Regions from separate parts of the Gasterosteus aculeatus genome. Here region 2 is linked to region 1. Evidence: chromatin contacts called from public Hi-C data. All regions are on one chromosome and are shown on one strand. The core of a region is the stretch at or near the end of the contact, and the rest is flanking DNA. Distances in the headings are between cores, read along the strand shown.

The links. A called contact is a pair of places that touch in the nucleus more often than the background predicts.
Region 2: a contact with region 1 is called in a Hi-C map of skeletal muscle, with 3 times the contacts expected there. The contact joins the enhancer-like site here to the promoter of lama5 in region 1. A contact is called at or near these places in 5 of 6 Hi-C or Micro-C datasets (blood and trunk muscle, skeletal muscle, tail fin and 1 more).

What each region holds. Positions count from the first base shown.
Region 1 is chr2:8,801,567-8,807,803 of fGasAcu3.hap1.1, reverse strand. lama5 (laminin, alpha 5) reads right to left here and starts at 2,665. Exons shown (of 80, transcript XM_040192278.2): 1 at 2,123-2,665. The coding sequence starts at 2,413.
Region 2 is chr2:8,854,647-8,861,167 of fGasAcu3.hap1.1, reverse strand. It overlaps lama5 (laminin, alpha 5), which reads right to left. Exons shown (of 80, transcript XM_040192278.2): 36 at 6,259-6,403; 37 at 6,036-6,176; 38 at 5,675-5,836; 39 at 4,915-5,022; 40 at 4,642-4,725; 41 at 4,083-4,313; 42 at 3,628-3,741; 43 at 3,393-3,523; 44 at 3,227-3,307; 45 at 2,752-2,966; 46 at 2,341-2,441; 47 at 1,992-2,175; 48 at 1,686-1,826; 49 at 1,430-1,581; 4 more. Among protein-coding and RNA genes, the nearest start is that of dnajc5ab, 18 kb to the left of the region's middle. Within about 2 kb of position 5,202, at least 5 of the 9 cell types and tissues checked have open chromatin away from gene starts, as enhancers often do.

The DNA of each region.
Region 1 (6,237 bases), core at 1,416-3,915:
ATTAAGTATGACCCTTGGTGACACCCATTGGTGTCGGGACCACAAAGCAGTTCATAACGTCTTAAAGACAGAAATGAAGGAAGGAAATCAGCAGCTGAACGCAGACATTTGGGTGCTTGTGGGCTTTGGATCAACCAGCTGATTTCCTAGCCGGGTTTGTCACTCCTTAAAAGAAGAGTCTGCTTTATTACTTTTGCCCGGCTGTCAAACCCCCTTTCGCGCTATTTCAGTCTCTTTTTATCAGTTTTCTTTTCACGGCCCACCCTCAATCCTCTTTTGTCAACAAAACGACCACCTGGAAATAAATATGTAGAGTTCTCTTTATTTCTCCCTCTCTGTGAATTACTTAAGCACGTCCAGCGACATGAGAGCGACCAGTGTCTCCTGCAATGTTCAGGCAACAAATCCACCTGGTTATGCTTAAGATACGTGGTTTGGCTGATAATAGCAACTACAGAACTTGTGTTACGTGACAAATAAGATAAATGTTAAGATAAACGGGCAGCGGTCTCCGTGGTGAAAAAGTCTTGAGTTTTCTGCTACAAACTGCACTCCCCCCTACTACTGTTTTTAATTAATAAAAAAACCCTCTCGCCGCTTGCTGTCAAATAAAAACAGGATTAACCTCAGGACAGAAAAGTCAGTGCGGTAACGCAACAAGTGGGCGGAGCCACAAAAGCCCCGCGTTGTGGGCTGAACCCGTGCTGCTGGTGCTAATGGCCAGATTATTGGGGTTCTTTGGGAGATTTCCTGAGCTGTTTGTGGACCAACGTCACCTCTTCAACCAAACCGCCCGGAACGGGCAGATCAGAGAAAAGGCTGAAAGAAAATTCTGCTGAGAGAATATTTGGTTCTAATCCTCAGTGTGGAGACGCTGAAGTGGGTCAAATGAAGTTAGGATCAAGTACTGCAGAGAACTGAACAAATATAGAGCTAAATTACCATCTGAATTAAAGATAATTGCCAAGTAATCTATATAATTATTTCTTTCAGTCTCCCATCTAAAAGGGGGACGGTGGAAGTTTTTAACTCTTGTTAAAGTTTATTAAACAACCCTCACCCAAATCCCTCAGGCCACAGGCTTTTTGGGCTTCATTCTCAGTCTCACTTCAGACTCCCTGCTGTTCATTCTCGCCAATCTCACATTCATCTCAACGACAAATCCTTATCTTCAGGTCAGCCTCTCTTTTCATTTCAGGTCACGAGGTATTTATTAGCATGCATGCCTCTTGTTTTACAACCACCAAACCATCAAACATCAGCTAAGGATTCAGAAGGGACAGAATCCCTTTGTTCCTTCCAGACTTATACAATAGTCTCCCAGACAAAATTGATCTGATTTGAAAAAGACCCGGCAGTTGCCGGGGAGGGAAAAGGCAACGACAGGTGGGAGAGGGAGGGAGAAGGCAATGAGCCTGCTTGTTATTGCTTTTAATGGTTAACCCGTGAAACTCCGACAAAGCCTTTGGGTTAAACTAAACCTGGAGCCTCAAACACAATGAGAGTTCACGAGCTCTTTGTTACATCAAAAAGTCACCTAGAAACATGTAAAAGCATGACGTGGTGAAACGCTGCCTTCCCTTATATAAGTGTCACGGGTTATTAAGTCCAAACAGAGGAAGCAGTGCATGAAATAATGACTTGGCAGGAGCGCCGTGCACACTGCTCACCCCTTCAACTCTCTGGAATTGGAAGAGGGACATAGCGAAAGCAGAGAGAGAGAGAGTGTGTGTGTGTGTGTGTGTGTGTGTGTGTGTGTGTGTGTGTGTGTGTGTGTGTGTGTGTGTGTGTGTGTGTGTGTGTGTGTGTGTGTGGTGCATTTCAGAAGCCCACCAGTGTGTCACATATCTAAATCTGATTGCATTCAGTCCTTAAAGTGCACTGATGAATCACAGCACGGGAAAGGATCTACAGGTACGTGCACACCTCCAGGTGACGTTATATGTGTAAAGGGGCCATAACGCTGACATGCTCTCATACTGCACGAACATCAGTCACCGTAAAGGCTGCTGAGCATCAAACACCGCACGGATCATTCATCAGGGCCAAAAGCGCGGAAATCACTGTAAAACTGATCCGACCAAGTTTTCCGACTCGGCGTGAGTTGGGATCGAACACTCACCTGGATGGTCTGACTCGGGTCCCCGGACACCGGGCCTCCCACCAGCTTGCAGTACAGGTCCTGCAGGGCTCTGCCGCCGTCGTCCTCTCCACAGGTCGCCGACGCGGTGATCTTGGTGCCCTCGGCCAGGTTGAAGTAAGGCGGGTGCAGGCTGTAGCCGTTCACCCCGTTGGTCGCCAGCTCCTGCGCCGAAGCAAAGCGGCAGCAGGTCGCCACGAGCGGCCACAGCAGCAGCGCGACCCGCCGGAGGGCGCGCGGAGCCGCGGGGCGCGCGGAGCCGAGCGCCGTCATCTCCACCTGTTCGCTCGGTCCGGGTCCGAAGAGGGAGGAGGGAGTGAATGAACTTAGAGTTTTAAAAAGGAAAAGGAAAAGTAAGCCGTTAACGCGGGTTTGGAGAGAGGGAGGGAGAGAGAGAGAGAGAGGGAGAGAGAGAGAGGGGGGGACGGGAGTTGGTGTTGTAGTCCCGCGGAGCGGTGTGTTGAGGTTTCTGTCGCTCTACCAGGCACCTATTCTCTCTCTCTCTCTCTCTCTCTCTCTCTCTCTCTCTCTCTGCACCCTCCCCCCCCTCCCCGTTTCTCTGGCTCGGTCCGTCCCCAGCGGCTGGTTGGAGCACCAATGCTTTGTGTTGGATGCACTTTCTTTCTTTATTGATTAAAATAAAGCCATCTCACGAGGATGCCCACTTCTGATATATTTCTGTGTTTTCTCTCCTTCATTTTTTTACTTCCGTCTCTAGTCAGCTTTTTTTAGAGTTCTTCATTCCCCCTTTTCATAACTACCAACCCCTTCTCATCAGTTCAAAATGAGTAAATGTGTTTGCTCTCCTGCATCATTACACTAAAATGGGGAAACAACAACCACACAGACAGAAATGGCATCCGGCTTAACCATCAAACACACAAGGAAATACACAGAGACAGACAGGTGTGTCTCAACAAACATGCAAACCCCACACGTGGATCCGGTCAGCACAAAGAAAGACGAATCCCACTGGGGCTTGATTTGGGAATAGGTGGTGATTTGTGGTATTGATTCATGATATTTGGTTGCGTAACGTTTTTTACTTGTTCGTGTTTGAACACATTTCACAGCATTTAAGCATCTGAAACAAAAATAATGTGGACAGGTGTCTTTGATATGTGAAATTTGAACATCTTTTTCTGTTCCCGTGTAATAAACCTTGTATTGACCTGCGAATTCAGACACAGATCATTTGCTGTGACATCGAAAACAGTTGAGCGCAACAATCGTTGACCTGACAAGATAATAGTAGAAACTTCTCAAACCTCAAAGTTTGACTCTTGACTTATTCCAGAGCTTCCAACCACATTTCACAGTCGTTATCAGAAAATTGAGTGAACAAAATTGTTACATGACCAAATCATTCAACCTTGTCAAGATCATAATGCTGTTGGTTTATAGGTTTTAACATTTACAGAATCTGCTTAGTCATAATGCTGCATAACAATAAGCAGAATAGGAGAGCGATCACAAGGGAGACACAGGAAACTTATCTTTTCCTCAATTGTGCATGTCGTTTTAGATAAGATGAGGTTAATGTAACAGATGTGTGCGGTCCACATCCCATGTGTCACGGTTTGGGTTTATTTCCTGTTTTATTTTGTAGTTTCGTGCCTCCTGTGTCCCTGGGTTAGCTTCACTTCCTGCCTTGACCTGTCACCCCCCCTGTGATTGTCTGCCTCGTCCCTGATTGTTTCCACCTGTGTCCAATCACCTGCACCTTCCCAGTGTACTTAAGCAATGTGTGTCTCATGCTGTCATTGAATGCCCTTCATGAATGTCCTCCCATGTGTGTTGCATGTGGTTCCCGGCCGCGGCTGTGTTTTCTCCCCTCAGCATTTTAGATTTTTGATGAACAAAGTAGTTTTTGTGCTTTTTTGTTTGAATTTCATAGTCATTTTGAGCCCAACCATAAGGCTTTGTAAATAACTAAGACGTTTTGTTTGTTTTGTTGCAGCTTGAAATGTTAACCACACTGCGACCGCAATCGGGAGGAAATAAGTTTCACTCAAAACTTAATTGAGACGGCCTTTAGGCTGTAAATGAATGGAATGTTGTGAGAGACAGAACTCCCCCACCACCACCTATAATGTATACAACCACCTGTTACCGTGTTACTCTAGTTGAATAGTTAGCAGGTCACATGATGACAACTGCGCAGACTCCATGGCAACCGTGCAAAATCCATTTGCTAATCAAGATTGTGAAATATGGTTGAAAGCATTTCAAAAGCTAAAAAATACTATATTTTGTCATGGACACATACAGTTGTCAATAGCGATGTTGGCGCTGTTAGGGGGGAAAGCCTCATGTAGCATCACACTTAGATTATCTTGCTCAGGTTGTTGCTGATTGCTGGAATTTGTTAGCACCAGAGCTACACGGTAAACGCTTGTTTGGGAGATTGTGTTCACAAATGTTCGTCTATCTGCTTAAACTCCGGGACACAGTACAGGCGGCCTGTCAATCCTCTCCTATCATCCTTCCTCTTCTCTGTCTTTCTCTTTCTCTGTAATCTCGTCATTCTGCCAGCGAGCTGTCAGACCAATCGCATACAGACTGTGGTCTTGTTGTCGGTTGGTGTGTGCGAAAGCGAGTGTGTGTCCACTTAGTATTCCATCTCAGCTCGCACACTTTCTTTCTGTCTATTACAAAATGATCTCCTCATCACACAGCTAACATTATAAATGAGTCCCTGCAGACTTTGGTTTCACACAGACCACAAGCAGTGGTCCCCTGAGTGAGTGTCCTGTGTTTGTTTGAGCCATTCATCCTACCCAAACTGACCATGAGTAGAAACATTAGCGAGGATGCGTCAACAATAATCGGCGAGATGATAAAGTTCCCTAAAAACATGATTGTCTCTGCCACATAGAAGAACATCCCTTTATAATAGACTGAAACTCACAGAAGAAGGTTTTTACACTGATTCAAGGGGTGAATGAAAATGTACGTGACTTATTTAGGTGTACAATTACATGTATAATTTCAACAAGTCAAAGGAGAAATAGTACATTGTTCATTTTTGGAAAAGGGTCAGGGTTAAAATCCCCTATTAACCTCTCACTGCACACACAGACTCTCCTGTGCTGCAGCTTATACATCTCTTGAATAACACCTGAGCAGCTGTGTGTGTGTGTGTGTGTTTTCCCATGCACTCTGGACTGCCACCATCTAATCAAGGTGCAAGAACCACTTTAGAAGATGAAAGGGTTTCTCTTCCACACACACACAAATGCAAAGATAACAGATGCCAACGTGAGTCAAGTAGTATTTACAGGCCTCTTGGTCTGAAAGGATGTTTATTAAAAGAAATCCTATACCGGTGAACCTGCGGGGAAAAAAAGGAAAGAAAACCAGTTAAGATAAGTAAGGCAGGTGAAATTACTGCCACGTCTTCTCAGGCCAAAGTCCAGAAACCTCACACATCTATTTCCTCCATCGTCTGTCAAACACATGCTGAACTCTGACCTGGACTGCTGTCTGCCTCTTACACACACACACACACACACACACACACACACACACACACACACACACACACACACACACACACACACACACACACACAGAGGCTGGGGTCAGTGACCTCCTGTAGTTTAAAGGACTCTAGAGTCACTGTGTTAATGCAGCAGAGCTTCATTCACTGACACACTAGAACATTCCTCAGGCTGTCTGGAGGCTCACTGGTTGTGTGTTGCAGTTTTCATCTTAAACTTGCACAAATCTTCATCATCAATGAACACGTGGAATATGTCATATATTTAAAAATAGGCCGACGTCGTGTTCGCGCGGTAAAGTCACCCCCAGCGGCTGTTGGTCCATCACAGTGAGCAGGTGGAGCTACTCGTATTATTATAGCCCTTCAAATCATGAACAGCCTCCTCCTGTTCTGACAACTGATTGAAATGAAACACTGTTTGGATCTCTGTTAAATGTCATCCAAATGTACCATTAAATGCCAAAGAAGCCAGGATATCTGCTTCTCCCTGTTTCCAGGCTTAAGGCTACAGAAAGTAAATAAACATATCACAATGTTGAAGCGTTGCTTTTACTGCAAACAAAGATTAATGGAGCTCTTTAGGACGAGAGAG
Region 2 (6,521 bases), core at 3,953-6,452, 51 kb before region 1:
ACTAGCGGAGGAGACACAGGGGGACAAGTTCAAGAGCGGTTCACAGTTGGGATTGTTTTGGGGTCCAAAGTTTTACTGAAAGCTGATGAGAAAAATCAAATGTGCAGTTATCACTGGATTAGTCAATCCCTGTTTGAACACATTCTTCACCTTGTAGCCTTTAACTATTTAAAAAAGGACACTTGTTGCCCAACAACCTGCTTTTTGCCGCAGAGAATTTAGGCAGTATGTTAAACGCGGTATGCAGAACTATTTAGAAAAATGGTAGATGGAATTAAGAAGAACACATATGTCATTGAAAAAAAACAAAACCTTACATTCCTGCGCCGCCGTCTTCTCTTCGTCAGCCAGTCTCTTCTGTCCCACACAACTCCTGTACCTCATCTCCCTCAGCATGGCCTGGACCTCCCTCATCTTCCGCTCCCTTTCCCCGTCGTCCTGCTCGGCCTCAGTGTCATTCAGCGAAGTCCGGTTTGCCATCATCGTGACGTCTATGGACAGCACCAGAGCAACATCAATTAATCAGGTGGAAAAGGACTAGATAACAATATATCTTGAAAAAAACATTTTTTTCTTAAAATAAGGACTTCTCAGAATAATGATGGTAAAATATCACCACCATAATATGAGACACTTTCTCATATTATGACTTGAGATCATTTTCTCATTGGAATGACATTTTTTAATCCACACATTGTCAGAAATGTGCTTTCATACAGAATCAAACGTAGCAACACTGATTTGCTGAATGAACATCTTGTTTCATGTTGCATAAATACATTTTGATACATTTCTGAAGGACTCGGGTCCCTTTTCACACCTTTTAAATCCATGGTCATGTTGTGGATGAAGGACAGCAGGTCTTGGGCCCTCTGGTGTGTGTTATTGGTTCGGTCCTGCAGGTCACCGACCCGGTCAGTCAACACTGTCGCCTGAAAATACCACCACAATAGAACACCCTCAGTTCTGCATGAAAGCAAACATAGTATCTATCTACTAAATATGATATTTTTGAAGACTCAAATTTGTTATTTTTAAACCAAGACAACAACATTTAGATATTTTATATTCAGATCAATAATCTGACTGAGAACTACTAAGAAGTTTCCTAAAAGAGCTTCAAATAATTTGTTTTTTTAAATACAAATACTTTTGAGAATTCAGCCCAAGTTAGTGTGCATTAGTGTGTGTGAGTTCTTGTAATAAGTGACCACACCTTGCCGTGCAGGTCATCGATGTCATCATTGATATTCATGATTTCGGCGTCCAGCCGGTCAGCTCGACTCCGGCTGTCATCCAGCGTACTGTTGTAGTTCTCAATGGCGGTCTAGAATCACGGGAAGACGTCTTATAAGCGTTACGACACCCCGTACAGTACGGCGATAGATCCGTTGGGCCTCGTGAAGGTTTTGCGTGCGTGTAGACTCACAGTGACTTCCTCCACAGACTTGTTGAGACTGCGGAGCTGAGCCCAGGCCATCGAGCTGGCATTCAGGCTGCTCAGCTGAGCGGCTACCGAGTTGAAGTCTTCGCTCAATTTGTCGAGATCCTCCAACAGGACGATGACACAGCTGTCACAAGCTGCGAGGGGCAAAACACTCAACGGTTATAAGAAGTATTTCGATGTTCTCTGGTATTTTTACTCTTTCCGGTATATTGTAAGGGTATTAGGTAGTTGCACTTACGTTCGCAGTGCACGCCATCGTGGTGCTCCACAGTCACGCTGTATTTTTGCTTGCAGGTGTCACACTGTTTTCCCGTCATCCCGTCAGGACAGCGGCACTCTCCTGAGCGAGGGTCACAGCGACCTCCTCTACAGCTGCACTCTGGAGAGCGGGAAGTATCGATATGACGGCTGCTGATGCTTCAAATGATAATGCCACTTTTACAGCTCTAATAGCGTTTTTTTCATATTCCTTTCTGCCAGCGGATTTCTACCGGGCTTTACAAAGACAGAATAAGACTTTGCAATGCGTCCCGCACGCCCTCACTCTTGCATCCGTTGGGTCCGTAGTCCCAGTATCCAGGAGCGCACTGTTTGCAGTTTGGCCCGTTGACTCCGGGCTGACAGGCGCACCGACCGCTCTGAGGATTGCACGGCTGTACGAGGGCGGCAGAGGCGTCGCAGTCGCAATGACGGCAACCGGAGCACAACTCGAAGCCGAATGAGCCGACCTGAGAGGAAAAACGGATTGAGGCAGAGACGTGGGAGGGCTGCTGACCATAACATCCCGTTTCTTCCCAGACAAAGATTCATTGTTTAGATCATAGATCCAATATTGCAAAATTGAATCATCATATATAGGATATTTAGGAAGGAAATACCAGTGCAGCACTTACTTCACAGCGATCACAGCTCGGTCCGGTGACTCCAGCTTTACAGCGACACTGTCCAGTTTGAGGGTCACATGACTCGGTGCCACACGGGGAGCAGTTACACTCTGCATTAAGAAAACACACAACATGTGTTTATTTGCTGCTAGAACTTCTGAAAACCTTAATCCATCATATTGTTCAACAAATTAATAATCATTTTTAAGAATCAATGGTATGAATAAAAATGGGGATACCGTAATTCATCTCTGACTTAACCTAATGACCAAATTTTTCTTCATTTTCTATAGCTCAATAGCTCAATGTTAAGCAACAACATTGACTTTGATGCACCAAATAATGCAGAGCGCTATAATCCAGCTGCAATGTTCCTATTCGAAAAAAGGCAAATAGCATGCACGATGAAGCTGAACTCACTGGTGCAGTTTTTGGCAGTGACCGCGTCTCCGTAGTAACCAGGGGCGCAGATGTCACAGTGAGGGCCGCCCGTGTTATGCATGCAGCTGAGACACTCCCCAGTCAGCGGGTGACAGTCGGTGAAAAGCATGTTGGGGTCCGTATTGCCGTGGCAATGGCAAAGCTGGCACCGGCTGCCCAGCACCATGGGGTTGCCGTAGTAACCTGGGGCGCACCTGTGTTAACAAAGCCATTTTTAATGACACACGTATATCTGACAAAAGGTTTTTCTTCATGTTGCAGGAGTCACGTTGATGTGAACTTACTGACAAGACAATGAGCTTAGATTTAGATTTAATTACATAAAAATGATCAAAGTAGTTGAGTTATCAATTAAGAATCCAGGATAGAGCTGCAAAAATTGACCAAATCAATTGGTCAATTTTTGTTGGTTTAAAGAAAAGTAATCTGAAGGTTTTGAGTGATTAGCAGTTACCTTTCACAGTGAGGTCCAGCGTAACCCGGCATACACAAACACTGCATCCTGTCGGTTTTCTGCACGCAACCTTCTGCAAAGCTGAAAAAAGTAAAAAAGTAATATGTGATTAAATGGAAAGGTTACGAGAAGAGGACTCAAAAAAAAGTTGTTAAAATATTCTCACTTGTTTGATGCGACCCTTAGTGGGCAGGGACAACTGGAGCATGCCACTGCCTGTCCGTCCAGGCTGTTGTTGCCGAGAAAACCTCCCTGGCAGATCTCACAGTGGTCTCCGGCAGTGTTGTGCTGGCAGTTCTGGTGGACAGAGAGTAAAAAAGAATGAGGAGCATAGTTGACGTACCAATAAGAAATTCTAGAGGGGAGTCATGCCAACTGATTTATCATTAAAAAAACCTTACCGAACAGATTCCTGATCCGTCCACACACTGGTCAGAGTGTCCGTTACAATTACAGGGGACACATTTCCCCAGAAACAAGCCAATAGTGTCTCTGTAGTAACCCGGAGCACATTTCTATAGAGAAGAGAGGACAGCGAAGACCATTTTCATTAATTATAATAATTAATAATAATTAATTATTTTTATTAATCGTCTTTTTTTTAAACTAAATCACCTTCCAGTGAAGTTTAGGTAATTAAAAAAAGTCCACAGAATCACCTTAACATTTTTTTTGTCAAACACCCTCAAATTGTAAATCTACAATGATAGTATTTAACGAAAAGCAGTAAAACTAGGAGCAATATTCAAATAATTGCAAAGATGCACCATGCTGTCACATGATAATACTATATTATGAATTGTCATCTTCGCCTTGCTAAAGGGAAACATGCTTTTGGGCCTTCTTGGTCCCTCACCTGACAAGAGTCTCCCATGTAATTGGCAGGACACATGCAGATCTCCACGTTGTTGGCATGGCGACCGGCAGGCAGGTTCTCCGCGGCCTCCAGCACGGCGCCGCGTAGCGACACGGAGTGGGCAGACTGAGAGTGAATCGCTCGGATCTGCAGAGACTCCAGACCGACCAGGACCATCATCAGTTCCTCCCGAGACACAGAGTTACCAGTCTGAGCGTGACGGAAACTACCCTGTAAGTAGAGGAAAAAGGTTTGGGCTTCAGTCTGTATTTCCTTGCGGGCCATTGTGGAATAAAATGTCCCACAGGAAAGTACAGCAACACCTGTTCAGAATCAGAAACATTTATTTATATTATATGTTGGACATACGAGGAGAATAATTCAACTAACAATAGAATATAAAAGGATATAAAATAATATATAATATACAAAATAAAGAAGGTAAAGTGCACACATAAACAAATAGCCTGTTGGCCAGCAGATGACAAATACAATAAAGAAGAAAATTCTAAAGGAAAAAACAAATAAGCAAATAAGCACACTAAATATTTATTCATACCTCAACCATGTGAACGATCCCCAGGTGAGGCTCCTCAGGTGAGGAGTACTCCCTCTCCATGAACACCAAGGTCATCTGGTTACCCTGCAGGAGGAGAGGAATACTGTGAAAAGGGTGTGTACAGTAGTTCAACAGAGAGCGTGTGTGTTCTGTTGTTTATTAAGCATTTGCTAAATAAAACTATTCTCATTTTGCGTGTGTGTGTGTGTGTGTGTGTGTGCAACGCTTCCTCTACGTGTAACTAGGTTACTGGTATATTTGTGTGTTTTATACCTTGAGAATGATATCTGGCCGGGAGGCTTCTGCAGGAAGAGACAACACGTCGCCTCTCATGGTCTGAGTGTGGAGACGATACCGCAGATAACCTCCATAGGATGAGACCTGCGGAGGACAGAGGACCGGTACGTTAGGCTTTCAGGAGAAATCAAGAGGAAGAACAAACAAACATTGAAACGACAAAATATACACAGCAAAAGCAGACAGACTACTTCTTAATCCATTCAGCAATGGATTACACTGAGACTGTGCAGTGAAACAGAAACAAGACCAAGGGCCCATGTTTCCATGGCAACCATGCGGGCTTACTAAGAGCTGACATTTGAAGCTGGTTTATGAGACGTTAAAGGGCTCAGTTTGGGCTTTAAATCAAACCATCAGCCCGCCTGCAGAATGATGCTGGTTGAATCCCACATGAAAGCAGTCAATTCAAACGTCTAGACAATAATGCTTATCTGTATCCAAACAACTCGCCTAAGCCTTTGAATCATGATGCGGGATCATCTTGTGTGTGTTCTGTAGGGGTGTGTGTTGTGACCTCGACTAAGCCTATGTGTCTCGTGATTTGATTAGGACATTTAAATGAAGGTGAGACATAGGGGCCGTACCCTCAAAAGAATTAAAGGCACCTTTGTAGAGATAAGTAGGTCAGAGAAGGCCGTATATCAGTATAAAATTGACACAGCTTCATAGCCAGTTAAAATGTTCCTTGCAGAATCTATTCAGTCATCTTCAGAGGATATCTTTCTCCTCTTACCTTGTCTCCCAGGTAAGTCTTTGGTGCGTGCCAGTGAATGTCCTGGTAGACATCGGGCACATCGCTGAGGTCAGCCTCAACAAGGTCCTGACCAGGATACAACACCACCGGTACTTCCTGTCTGTCTGCCCCAAGCAACACCCAGCCCTCCATATCCATCACCTAGACGACAGGGGAACACGTTAATGTTTCACAAGTGTTCCAACCATTTTACAACCAAGCTAAATATTTGCTTGTTTAAGTTTTTCCGTTGTGGGAATTTTGTGCACCGTTCCACCCGTATAAGTTTGAACTTGAAATCCAGCCTTTTCCTCCAGATGTTTAGTGTTGAGATTGTGGTAAAAGAACGAGACACAAGCACCTCTTTGCGCCTCTTGTCGGAGCTGCGGCAGCGGTCGGTCGCTCCGAAGCAGAAGCAGCTGGTGCAGCCCTTAGGGTTGGTTGGATCCAAATGGAATGTACCAAGTCGGCACTGGTCGCATCGGGAACCCTGCACGTTTTCCTACAGGTGGAGGACGGCGAGTAGATTAGACAACACTGTTGAATGCAGGCAGACGCTTGTGCGGGTCATAGGATTAGCCCACCTTGCACAGACACTGTCCTGTGAAGGAGTCGCACACTTCCTCTTCAGTTCCTGCCTCGTTGCAATTGCATGGCCTGCAGTTGGGGTAACCATAGAAACCAGGGGAGCAGCGGTCGCACTGACGGCCAACGACGTTGTCCTTACATCTGGAAGAAAATAACATGCAATTATTTTAATAAATATTTGAGAATCAATGCGTCTGGGTTTATTGATCAAATAGAAAAAACTCTGATAATCATTTGCAAAATGACATTATAATCTTGC